2 separate regions of the Gossypium arboreum genome follow, and region 1 is linked to region 2. A link is a contact called in public Hi-C data. All regions are on one chromosome and are shown on one strand. Each heading gives the region's core, a stretch centred on a gene start, on an enhancer-like site or on the middle of the called end of the contact. The rest is flanking DNA. Distances are from core to core; before and after follow the strand shown.

Region 1 (6,408 bases), core at 1,975-4,474, 38 kb before region 2:
TTCGAACGTGGAAGAATGAACATCTTTTCTCATCTTTATTTCTGCTTGTTGCATAGAAGGTTTCCCCATTGATTTTATAAGAATTCAAGCTATCTTTTGCCTATAGAGGCGGAGCTCCCAAGGGCAGATCATTATTATTCAAATGCCATTGTTTTTGTGCTTATTTTGAGAATTTATATTTAACCTTGTCCAACTGTGATTTTAGGGATTTAGTGCCAATGTTTCATTTACTTGGGCATTCTTAAATGATTTCAAATTAAGAATTTGATTTTAGATTTTATAGTAAACTAAGATAAAAATATTGTAATTTGGTTATAACTGAGGTTGAATAGTTCTTAGACGATTACAGCTTTACCTTTTATGACTTCTTAAATCTGCAGATCCTTCATTACCTGGAAACTATGCAACCCCATCAGTTGCTTGAGCAAATGGTCTGTTCTGCATTCAGAGCGTCAGCGGACACTCTAAACCAAACAAATTATGGAAGCTTGAAGGAGATGGACACGAAAATGGACCAACTGTACCTTACTATGGCATCTACGTTAAGGCCTTTGCAAGGTATTGTTCATCATTCTGAGAAGTTTATTCTTCTTTGAAATTGAGGTCATTTAAATTTCGAGTTCTTTTGTAATGTTGCAGTGAACCTATTATCTAACACCAGTGACACTATTGAAGACCTCCAACGGCTTTGTGTTGTCTTTGAACATGTCGAGAAGTTGTTAATACTTGCAGCTTCCCTTCATCGTAGATTTAGACAAGTGCCACGAATCTCGGAAGCCATTTTCAGTAACTACTACAACTTTTACCTTCCAACCATGGGAATTGGCTTAGCTGATGTAGATACTCAGAAGGTAAATAGCCTCTATGCCATGAATCTCCGCTGCTTTAGCATTCTAGCAGATTAATCCCTCTTTTTTTCATGGATATTAGTGAATCAATGTTCTAGAAGGACTAATTTCAGTGGACTATTCTGTTAGAAAGTCCATCTGATTTCAGTTTCATGCTTTTGAATAAATTGAAATGAAAAAGGGTACATTTTACTTGATGTCCCCAGACTATGTCATAGATTTTAAAATGTTCTAATTGAGTTCTCAAAGTATCAGTATCATATGAAGCCGATCCTTTCGTCAATCTACAGCTTGGTTGTTAAATGCCCACTTGGATCTAATGTCTACGTGTTGACCAAATTTTGAACATATGTACCTACTACATTGACAGTTTGGATGTAATATGTAAAGAAACAGTGTCATTAAAATTTATGAGGGCTTTTTTTAACATGCTAGATCCAAGCTGCCTGAGTGGCAGGTTCTTACGTATTTAAAATTTGATCCAAGTGCTTTAAATATGTTTCACATCAAATCCGAGCTAGTGTTTAACACCCAAGTTGGCAAAATGATATAATTGATATGATATTGATAATTTGAGGAATCAATTAGAATGCTTTAAAGTTTGGGAACTAATTTAGAATATGGACTATAGTTTGGGACATCTGGTGCAGTTAACCTGATGGAAAAAGTGGCAAATATTCAGCAATTTAGTAGTTTTCTACTACATAACTGTTTGGAATTAGGAATTAACTTGAATTTAATTCCAGTTTGATTTTTCTTAATTTAAAATTTGCCTATCCCTTAGAAACTTCGCTGCAATTGTCTTGAGTTTAAATTCTCTGCAAACATTTATGTTGCTTAGGAATTTGACATGAAGCTGCAACTAAGTCAGAATGAGAGACAAGTTGTGTCAAATATGTTCACGCCACCAACCGCTAATCAGTCATGGAGAAAAGTTTTAAGCATGGGAAATCATCTGAACGGCCATGAACCAATCCTCAGGGAGATCATCTTCTCAATGCACGATAATGCCAGTGACAATCACTACGCAAGCAGCAGCCACAGAGATTATCAACAGGATACAGAAACATATCGGATGTATACATGCGGAACCTCGAATGATCTTCGGGTAGCACTTTCTATTATCTCATATGATTAAAATTCCTTTTCAAATAATATATATACTATAAATTGATCTATTGTTTTTGTTTCGTTAGGGTCTACTTTCACCCCTTAGAATGTTAGCAATCGAATGTCACTGACTATAGGATATATTACCTGGCATAGTAGGCTATTTCTTTTGCTTTGGAAGGTATACATTCGTCTGTATAGGCAGTGCATCTCTAGAATCTAGATGAAATAAAAGGGCAAAATTTGCTATCAGTCCTTATACTTCCGATGAAGTTTAATATTTAGTCCATATAGTTAAAAAGTTAAATATTAAAACTCCTAGTTCAATCGTCCAATAAATACATGTCATGACATAAATGTCAACTTGGCATGTTTCAAAATTTTGTCAATTTAACATATTAGTAAACATGCCATTGGCAAAAAAGTTCAATGACCAATGATTGAATTAGGATTTTTAAATCTAAAATATAATATAATATTTTCACCAAAAAATATATGTATATAATATAATATAATATAATTTTTAAGCATATGAACTAGATCCTTATAACTTTGCTAAAATAAAAAGACGAGCTGCATGTTTTAACATAAATAACTTCGATGGGGGAGTGTTAGTGTGAGCTGTTTAAAGTTACTGAATTAGTTAAAATATGATGATGTTTTCAGTAAATTACCGAATTTTTTTAATATAATTTACTAAATCTTTTATAAAATTACTTGGATTATACTGATTTTCTTTTGAGCTCATGGGAAGCTCATTTTAAAGAGGTTTTTTTTTTTTTTTAAGATCTTTTTCTAGGATAGTTTGTCAGTTGTTAGACAATCGTTTGCCTTTATTCTTTGTAATATGGGTTATAATTCCATTAGATGTCCTCAAATTACAGGTTAAATTTTAAATTGATTATTAGACTTCAAAGCATTTTAATTCAATCCTCAAATTAATACATCATTTGAATCACGTTAATGTCCGCGTTAAATGACATTTTGAATCTGATGTGGTTTTTTTTAAAGATACATATGGATTAATAAATACTTTTGAACATGTTAGATCTATTTTGACATCTAACGTCTGCGGAAGGACCTGATTAAACTATACATTAGTAAGAGGATTCAATTGGAACATGTTGATATTTAAAGTTCAATTTAAAGTTTTACCCATAGTTTGGGAACATTTGGTTATATTTTTCCAGAACTAAAATCTAAAACCTTCTTTAGACTAATCCATTATGTACATGTAAATTTGATGTGATATCTTTTTAGAACGCATGAATTAATAAATATTTTGATCTAATTAGACATTTAAAGTCATGTCATGGTCGAATAGTTAAATTGGCGGAACCATCTGATTGAAACTATACATTAGTAAGAGGATTCAATTGGAACGTTCTGAAATTTAAAGTTCAATTTAAAGTCTGACCCATAGTTTGGGAATATTTGGTGCAATTAACCCTGTATTTTTTTTCAGAATTAAAATCTAAAATTTTCTTTAGATTAATCCATTGCATACATGTAAATTGTGCAAATTGAGTTAGTTTTGGATAAAACTAACTCGTTTAAAATTTTTCAGGTTTGAGTAAATTTTTAATTTTAATTGTTTCGCTTCAAATTATTTTAGATTACTTATTCAAGTCATTTCAAGTTTAAATTGTGGATTATTTATCATCAAATTATAATGAAATTAATCAAAACACATAATCTCTGGTATTCAAATTTTTAAAAAATACAAATAAAGGACTATTCAAATTAATATATGTATAAAAAAAAGATTTCATCATTCTAATAGATAAGAAAAATTGATATTGGTGGGGTTTGGTAGGCCCATCAAAGGACGGTTCAAAATTAAATTATAGGGCCTTACACTTACGGCCACGCAAGTGTGGGGCCGTTATCGCACAATCGAAGGAGAAAAACAAACTTTATTCAAATTTCAATCTATTAAGATATGCTTTTTTTCTTAGCTAAGTAGCACCATACAGAATCATTTAGTACTACTATTAAATAAACTTATCCATCCTTTCAAAAATAATTAAATAAATAAACTTATCCAATTACTTTTTTTAATTCAAGGTTTTATTTAATTACTTGATATAATCAATTTTAATAAAATGATATTTAATAAATTTTAAATTTGATTACATTTCAATTTAAATCTTAGATGTTAAGAAAAAAATAAAATAATCATCCATTTCTTTTTATAATTGAGGGAGGAGAATGAGGTTATTTGGATCAAATTCAAACTCTCGTACCTACAACATGATGCTCTTATTATTGGGCTAAGAGGTTGTTAACATCATTTTATTTATCTATACTAATATGTAAAGTTTTGTCTGAATCAATGTCGCCTCAACTGGATCTTATTAAAATTTTTTATTTTCACAAAGGAGTAAATATTATTTTAAAGGTATTTTTATCTTTTATGTTTTCATATAAAATCTAGAAAATGCATATTAAAAAGTTTTACCATCTTAACTGAAGACATATTTAATATTTATATATATTTTTAATAATTTTATTAAATAAATATTTTTACTCACATCGTTGAGTGTACCATAACCTATTGATAATTAAATTTTGATTAAGGCAATGTTTTCACTCCTTTTAACTTATAAAACTTGAGCAATTTTAATAACTTTAACGTACTTCATGAAAATTAATAACATTGTTAAACCTTTATATTAAAATAAAAAATTAATGATTTAATTTTCACAAAATACAAGAATCAAATTCTGTTAAATTAAAATAGATAAATTAAAATTTTAATTTTCATAGGTTCAAAATGAAATTACAAATCAAAATCTAGGATAAGTTGCTTTCTATTCATAATTTTAAAATTGAAATAAATTAATCAATGATTAATATGAGAGTTAAAATAACCACGGGAGTTGGATGAGATGATAAAAGTCTCTCCTATCTTAACTAATAGTCAAAGGTTTAATCCTCATTTTAAACATGAAATAATTTTAAAATTCGTGACCAACGTCTATCCTTTAATATTCTTACAGAATGTAAAAAATTAATTAGGAAAGAAAAAATACGAGAGTCAAAATAGTAGGGTTTTGTTTTTATTGTGTGCCCGAAAAAAGTTTATCCAAAAAAGCTAGACATTGGAAAGCGTTCACCACTTTTGGGTCAACATCACACGGAGATAGACCCTACATTAGAAAGGGAATGGTAGGTAAGAATACTAAATAAAACAAAGGTGAAAGGTAGGGTAGGAAAAAAAATCTAGAGCTTGAAAATTAATTACAACTATGATATTTTGAATAGTTTTAGTTGATAATTCGAATTCAATTAAATTTTATTTATTTTTTATAATATAAAAAATATTTTATATTTAAAAATAATATATAAAATTTATTGATGTTTTACTTACTCAAAAAATTAATTAAAGAACATCAAAACTTTATCGAATAATGTAAATAATGTCCGAAAAGCTTAAAAGGAAATCAATTTTATCAAAATAAAATTTCAAAACCTAAAATTCAAAATTAATATATAAAAATTAAAAACAAATCGATCCGAATTATCATAAATAATTTTAAAATATCAAAAAATCCAATCAGCTCATAATAATTAATGAACAAACATCAATGCTTTGAACAAAGATCATGTATCACTCATGCTACTTCCATTCTTTACTTTTTTTCACTTCAACTTTGTGACCCCCAAGGACCAGATTTTAATTTTTAAAATTTCAAAGAAATTAATATGAAAAATACCCTTTGCTTACTTCATTAAAATTTGAAAATATTAGCTAAAATAAGTTTCTAAAACTAAATTACATAAATATAGCATTTTGGTTATTTTCTTATTCTTGCACAACTTTTGAGATCAAAAGTTGCTTTTTTTACAATAAAAATATTATTAAATAATTGAAAACGTCCTTTTGAATATTTATTTTTGTGTTTTATATGAAAATGGTTAAATATAATTTTGGTCCCTCTACTATGCTTACAGTTAAGACTTAATCTTTATAATACCTAACTTTTATATTGTTTCCTTCTACTTACACATGGCACACCCAAACCATGCTCCTTTTTCTCTTTTTTGCCATATAAAAATGATTAAATTTCAAATTTGGTCCTCGATATGTTTAAATTTAAGATTTAATCTTTATATTTTAATTTTAATATAAATTGGTCCCTATATTTTTATAATATTATTAATTAGTCCAAATAGTTAATATTGTTAACTTTTCGGTTAAAACATTACATTGTTTTAGGTTTGCAAATATCTTACCCTTTTTTTTGTAGTTTTAGAAAAAATGATTAAATTTCAATTTTAGTCCTTCTATGATGCTTAAATTTAAGGTTTAACGGTACACTTTAATTTCTAAAGTAATTTGGTCCCTGTATTTTTATATTATTATTAATTAGTCTAAATAGTTAGTATCATTAATTTTTCGATTAAAATATTATGTGGTTATATATAATTAACAATGGATACTAGC
Region 2 (7,067 bases), core at 2,534-5,033:
AATTGGAAAGTTGATCCAATTGTTGGTAGATATATGAACTTAAACCGTTGATTTTTACTAATTTGCATATATATATATATATATTGTTACACTATTGATTTTTGTTAATTTTATGTATATAAATTATTGAACTATTGATTTCTAGGTCAGTAATTTAATAGCAACGTTTGGCAATGGTATTAAATTTGACTAACCTTTTAGTTTTCATAAAGTACGAGAACTAAATTAAAGTAGAAAGATTAACTTTTATTTTTATTTTGTAAAGTGAAATAATGGAATTTAGAATTTCTACAAACTAAAAGAATATAGAAAAATAAAATCTTATAAAACCGAAAAGAAAAACTAAGGCTTTGTTTGGTTAAAAGAGTTTATTTTCGTTTTTTTTTAGAAAATGGAAAACATTAGGAAAAAAAACATGTTTGATTGAAAATATTAAAATAAATTTTAAAAATAAAAATGAAAATATTCGAAAATTAGAAACTAATAAAATGTTTTATAAAGCCAAAATGATGAAAACGAGGAGCTTAAAACTTTAAATGAATCGGTCCTAATTTAGACAAGGAGCTTAAAATACATTAACACCACATATAATATAAAATCTATTTGTACCTATGAAAAGTTATTTTTTGAAAAGTCAATTGTAATAGATTTTTTTGAATAATCTCATTATAAGTTTTGATAATATTTATTCTTTTTTTATATAATGCCTAAAACTATTCATAGCTTATAAATAAAAGAATAATACGCTTCAAAGACACTTAAACTCACATCTTTCTATATTGACAATAATATCCATAATAATTAAGTTAAAACTTAATCAATATAATTTTTTTTAAAATACAAATTGCTTGAAGGATATAAGGAAGGCAAAACATAAATTATAGTAATACTTTTAAAATATTTGCTATAAGATCTATTGAGTAATCTAGAGCCCCCAAAGCCGCCCTAAAAGTAAGAACCAAAAACATGGGTTTTATACTTAGATAATAAATAAAATAATTAATTACTAAAATGGGATATGTGTTAGATAATATATAAGAATTATATATTTTTATAATAAAATTAGGTAATGTCAATGTGTTAATTTAAAAGTCATTCAATTATGAGAAATTCATTTTAGATATAAGTAAAGCCATCACATCGTCAAACAACATAAAAAATACGAACATTCGTTAAATATCATACAATATTAAAACAATAAAAAAATTTAATTTTCTTTTTTTAAATGATGCTTCCATACAAATTGGCGACAAATTCAAAAAAAGGAACGGCGGGTGGTATTTGCATCATGCCTCATCGTTGACTGCTTCTGTATCTGTCTCCCACTCTTCATCTGCCTTTGGATGAAGGAAAATGATAGCTCTAAGGAAATTTAGTGAAATAATAATTTATTACTCAAATAATGTACAACTTTTTTTTTATTTTAAAAATATTTGGGTTTCCCAAACTGTGTCGATTTGGACATTGGGAAACCCAAAAATGTTTCCATACTAAAACAAGATTTTTTTTTTTAAATAATAAAAACTTTTTAAAATTAAAGTTTAATGTTATTTAAATTAAACCATACTAATTGGACAAGAAATCAATCCGGGTATCAAGCTGAGTTAAAAATTTGATTGAACTGATAATTGAACTAATTTCAAACTAGTCCCCAAAACTATTGGCATGACTAGTTCAAAATAAATAAATTACAAAAAGAATTATAAAAATCGATTCAACTGTAAGTTCAAATGATTTTTTAGCTCGAGTCAATCAACCTGTACCAGTTCAAAGGTTAACTAGTTTTTAAAATATTTATACTTTTTAACCCTAAACATTTACAATATTTTTTTTGTTAATTTAGTTCATACCTTTTAAAAATACTTGATTTTTTAAAAAACTTATTTTTTATTTTTAAAAACATAAAAGTTTAAAATTATATTTTGTAAAAAATAAAAATATGAAAAAATATTTTAAATATATAAAAGATCCTAAATTTAGTGTTATAAAAATCGAACTAGACTAATTAGACCGAAATCAACAAGTCAATCAGTTTTTATCTCTTACCGTATCAATATCCTAACTAATTTTTAGTCTAATTGGTCTAGTCCAATTAAAATAACATTGAATATTAAATTTTTTATTTTTTAAAATCTTTTATTTTTATTTCTGAAATTTGAAGAGTGTTTATGTTTCATTTTTTATTTTATTTTAAAGTTTAAAATTTTTAAAATTTGACCTTTTTTAATATGAAAATTTTGGGAGTTGGGAAGCCAAAATTTTTTATCGTTCAAAAATATCATGTGTAAACAAAAGTGGATTTATATTATTTGGGTAATAAATTATTATTTTATTTCTATAAATTTCCTATAATACTAAAACATGATAAAAAAAGTTTAAATACCAGAATGAAAAATTGATATAGTTCAAGGGCTAGATCATGATTAAATCATTTTTTATTTCCTTTGCACTTATTATATTTAATAGGGTTAATATAATGTTAGGTACTTGAATTTGGTGTTGATATTCAAATTAGCACTTGATTTTTTTTTTCCAATTGAGCACCTGAGTTCGACTTCAATATTTAATTTCGTCCGTCAACTGAGTATTTTTGCTCACTTAAGTACCTATATCTTTTTAGGCTTAATTCATAATTTGACCCTTAAAATATACATATTTTCTCATTTTAATACCTAAACTTTGTTTTGATCAGTTTGGTACCTAAATATTTTATTTGTTATAGTTTTTAATCTATATTTTAAGGGACGTTAGAAAATAATTTTCACCAATTAAAAAGTCACACGTGGTTATATTTTGCTTTTTTTTTTAAAAAAGGGTTATATATTATAAAAAAATTTTCTTCTTCATCTTCTTTAATGTTCTTCAATTTCGATCCAACAACCAGCACCTTTCTCTTGCAAATGGAGCTTGAATGCATCAGCCCTTGATAACAAAGTCCCCTAAAGAAAAACTTACCAATGTTTATGGATTTCAAATATTCTTGTGTAAATAGACATGAATGAAAATATTTACTTTTAAAAGATTCTATGGTTTTGATACTTGACAAACCCCAAGCAAAAATTTCAGTTTTGATAGAATTTATGGGAGATGCTTTATGGTGAGAATAAGGGATGAACAGATTGGATCTTGCCTCTGTTATTGGATCTTGTCTCTGTTTCATCCCTATGCTCAACTAAATCCTGTTAGTGCTGCAGTTTCAATTCAAAATGTTGCCTTTGCAGTTGCTTACAATAAATATAAACCCAAATTATTCTTAGGGAACCAAAGAAGCTACAGTTATGATGAGATAGTTGAAGTCCTTACTGGTGTGAATCATATAGTTGCAGCTCTGAGATGTGGGAAGAATTTGTGGATAATGATATTCAGAACCCAACTAAAATAAGCATGGTTTCTGTTTAATCAACGTATTATATATCTTCAATGATTATGGCATAGCATTTAATATGCAAAATTGCAGATAAGAGAAAACAGAGCATTTGATTTTTGAAGACGAAGAGGAGAGAGGGGGGGAGAGAGAAATAAAATATATATAATTTTTATTTTTATAATATAATTTTAATTTTAATAAATGTTTTTAAGTAAAAAAATATTTAGATGCCAAAATGAGAAAATAAATACACTTCAAGGGCTAAATAGTGAATTAAACCTTTTTTTTACTAGAACATTCACACGTTAACACATTCTCATTGGGCCCCTTTGGCATGGCTGCCAAATTTAATATTGAAGAAAGTCAAATACCAAAAGATATATTAACCTACTTTTAGTATTACAATGATGGATGCCATGTGATTTTCTTTGTGGGGCACAGGAAAAACTACAACATGCATAGGTCTACTTAAGGCAGAGGATTTTTGTAGTAAACGCATTAGCAAACGTTGTAGTCCAACCAATCAAGCTTTAGATTTCAGCGAGAGCTATTTGCTATAACCCTTTTTTGTTTTTCCATCAACTCAACCATGGCCGAGGCTTTTGCAGCTGAAGTAGCAGCGAATGTATTGGCGAAACTGAGCAGTGCTGCTTTCCAACAAATTGGTTGTTTTTGGGACGTCCAAGATGAATTCGAAAAGCTCAGGGACGTGTTAATGGCTATCAAAGCTGTGCTGGTGGATGCGGAAGAGCAACAGAACCATAACAGGGAGATAACCCTTTGGCTACAGAAGTTCAAAGACGGGTGTTACCGAGTAGAAGACTTGTTGGACGAGTTTGAGATCGAAGCACTAAGGCGGCAAGTCATGGAACGTGGGAGCAGTAGGAGAAAGGTAAGCCGTTTCTTGTCCGGCTCGAACTCGTTGACCTTTCGTCTTCGTATGGGACGAAAGATCAAAAAGGTGAAGGACATGTTGGACGAGATCGAAAGCAATAAATCCAGGTTTCATCTCCTCGAGAGACATCATCGTGTTAGGAACATCATCCATGGCCAGAGGGAAACCTACTCGTTCGTGAAGACGTCCGATGTGATCGGTCGCGATGAAGATAAAGAAAACATGGTGGCGTTCTTAATGAATCCAACTGATGGGGATGGCGAAGGGGACGATATCCCCGTCCTCGCAATAGTTGGAATCGGCGGTATCGGAAAAACCGCTCTAGCTCAACTAGTGTTTAATGATGAAAGAGTGAAAACTCATTTCTGGTTGAGAATTTGGGTGTGTGTTACAGAGGATTTTGATGTCAAGCAACTGATGATAAAGATCATTAAATCCGCAACTGGTACTACGATGTGCAAGGACATGAACAAGGAGGAATTGCATAAGGTTTTACGAGACGGTTTGAAGGCTAAAAGGTTTTTGATCGTGTTGGATGATGTATGGAACGAGGACAAGAGAAAATGGATCGAGCTAAAGGATTTGTTAACTATCGGAGGCCAAGGGTGCAAAATAATCTGCACCACTCGTAGCCACAAAGTGGCTGCAATCACAAGCACAGTTCCACAGTATGATTTAGAGCATCTCTCTTATGAAAATTCATTGTCTTTGTTTCTTAGGCTTGCTTTCAAAGAGGGTGAAGAGGTGCAACACAAGAATCTTGTAAGAATTGGGGAAGGAATTGTCAGAAAATGCAAAGGGGTTGCTTTGGCTGTGAAGACATTAGGTAGTTTGCTTTGTTCAACTAGGGTGGAATATGATTGGGAGCTTGTAAGGGATAGTGAGATATGGAAGCTAGAACAGAAGGAAAATGATATTTTGCCTGCTCTGAAACTAAGTTATGATCATTTGCCTTGGCATTTAAAGCAATGTTTTGCTTTCTGTTCAGTTTTTCCGACAGACTTCGAATTCAATAGCTTGCAGTTGACCTTGTTGTGGATGGCGAATGGGTTTCTGCAATCTTCCAACGAAAATGAAGAGCCGGAAGATATTGGGAACCGGTACATACATGAGTTATGGTCAAGATCGTTCTTCCAACAAGTTGAAGAAGGGGTCTTTTATTCCACCTTCAAGATGCATGATCTAGTACATGATCTTGCATTATCGGTGGTACAAAATGAGGTGAATTCATTCAACCATTGTTCGACCGGAAATGTTCGACATTTGTGGTTAGATGCGTCAGGGCAAGGTGCTTCCACGTTGCCAAATAACTTGGACCGTCTGCAGTCACTTATTATCTCGTCAAATGAAGAACAGAAGGCCAGTAGCGAATCACTTATTGCAGATTACATCTCAAGGTCCAAACATCTGAGGGTGCTGCATTTGGTCAACAGTAGTTTCGAGCAATTGCCGAACAGCATAGGTTATTTAAAGCACTTGAGATATTTGAGCATATATGGCAATGGCAACATAGAAAGGCTTCCAATTTCCATTTGCAATTTGCAGAGCTTGCAAACACTTCTTCTTGGCGGATGCAGGGGAATTGAAGCATTGCCCAAAGATATAAGGTACCTGATTAGCCTTAGAACACTATGTATAACTACAAAACAGGCGAATTTACAAGAGAGTGGAATAGAGTGCCTAAGTTCTCTTAGGTTTTTGAGATTTTATGCATGTGGGAACCTAAAATATTTGTTTGAAGACATGCAAAGACTAACAGCCCTTCGGATATTGGTCATTGATGAATGCAAAAACTTGGTTTCATTGCCACCAGGTTTGAAATACCTGACTGCTTTACAGATTTTGGTCATCAGTGATTGTGAGAAGCTTGATCTCTGTATGGGGCAGGAACTTGAAGGGGAACAAGCCGGAAGCCTTCGGAAATTGTTTATTCGAGGATTGCCGAAAGTGGTGTCACTTCCGCAATGGATCCTTCTAGGATCCGCCAAGACTCTGCAGCAGTTGTACATCATCGGGTTAGAGAATCTCTCAACATTACCAAGGTGGTTCCGATATCTCGTGTCGCTTCAAACGCTCGGGATTGTAGATTGCCCAAAGCTGTTGTCTCTACCCCAAGGGATGCAACAGCTTGCTGCACTCAAACAAGTGGGCATCACAGGGTGTCCAAAATTAGGCAAAAGATGCATGAAACAAACTGGTGAAGAGTGGCCTAAAATTGCTCACGTCCCTCAGCTTTATGTCAGCAATGACTTGGAGACCTCAATCAGATATGATGAATAAGTTAATGGCAGGTCAAGTGGAGTTCGTAGATGCTTGGACCAAGTGACTTTCTCCATGTTATGCTCCTCATATGCTTTGTAATTTGATCTCTCTCTCTCTATATGTGTGTGTATCAGACAAAGAAGTTATTTATTTTACCGTGTATTTTAATGTAACCATCCCTTGGTCTATTGCCATCCATGCAAATATTCGGCGAATAACTCCAACATCTAAATAACTGATCCCAGAAATTCACCTAAGCAAATTATTTTACCGTGGACTTCTCTCCATAAAAAACTGAAAATAAAATACATAAAATGCCTACCAGTGATGAGAAGCAGCTTGATCTTTGAAATTTATCTTCCATCAGCAGAACAAACATAATTTTCATAAAGATTTTTCATTATATATGCAATTTAACGAAGACCACATTCTGATTCAAACACTAGCAAAAGCAGTTGAGCACAACTTACATAAACTTCAGCATAGTGCTTAACAGTTAACCGTCAATACATAGATATATAATTATATTAACAAGGTTTGAAA

Evidence for each region. Hi-C and Micro-C count contacts between places; a contact is called where the count stands out from the background.
Region 1: a Hi-C map of leaf shows a contact between it and region 2, with 4 times the contacts expected there. The contact joins the enhancer-like site here to the promoter of LOC108481576 in region 2. A contact is called at or near these places in 3 of 5 Hi-C or Micro-C datasets (all in leaf).

What each region holds. Positions count from the first base shown.
Region 1 is chr1:4,758,432-4,764,839 of ASM2569848v2, reverse strand. It overlaps LOC108483482, which reads left to right. Exons shown (of 23, transcript XM_053026456.1): 20 at 381-558; 21 at 640-851; 22 at 1,690-1,956; 23 at 2,045-2,210. The coding sequence ends at 2,089. Among protein-coding and RNA genes, the nearest start is that of LOC108481988, 12 kb to the right of the region's middle. Within about 2 kb of position 3,224, at least 2 of the 2 cell types and tissues checked have an H3K27ac peak or open chromatin away from gene starts, as enhancers often do. A contact at or near this core is called in leaf, where this site is marked.
Region 2 is chr1:4,720,639-4,727,705 of ASM2569848v2, reverse strand. LOC108481576 (putative disease resistance protein RGA4) reads left to right here and starts at 3,783. Exons shown (of 1, transcript XM_017784688.2): 1 at 3,783-6,712. The coding sequence starts at 3,957. The coding sequence ends at 6,542. It overlaps LOC108480239 (gamma-interferon-responsive lysosomal thiol protein), which reads right to left. Exons shown (of 5, transcript XM_017783153.2): 5 at 6,906-7,067.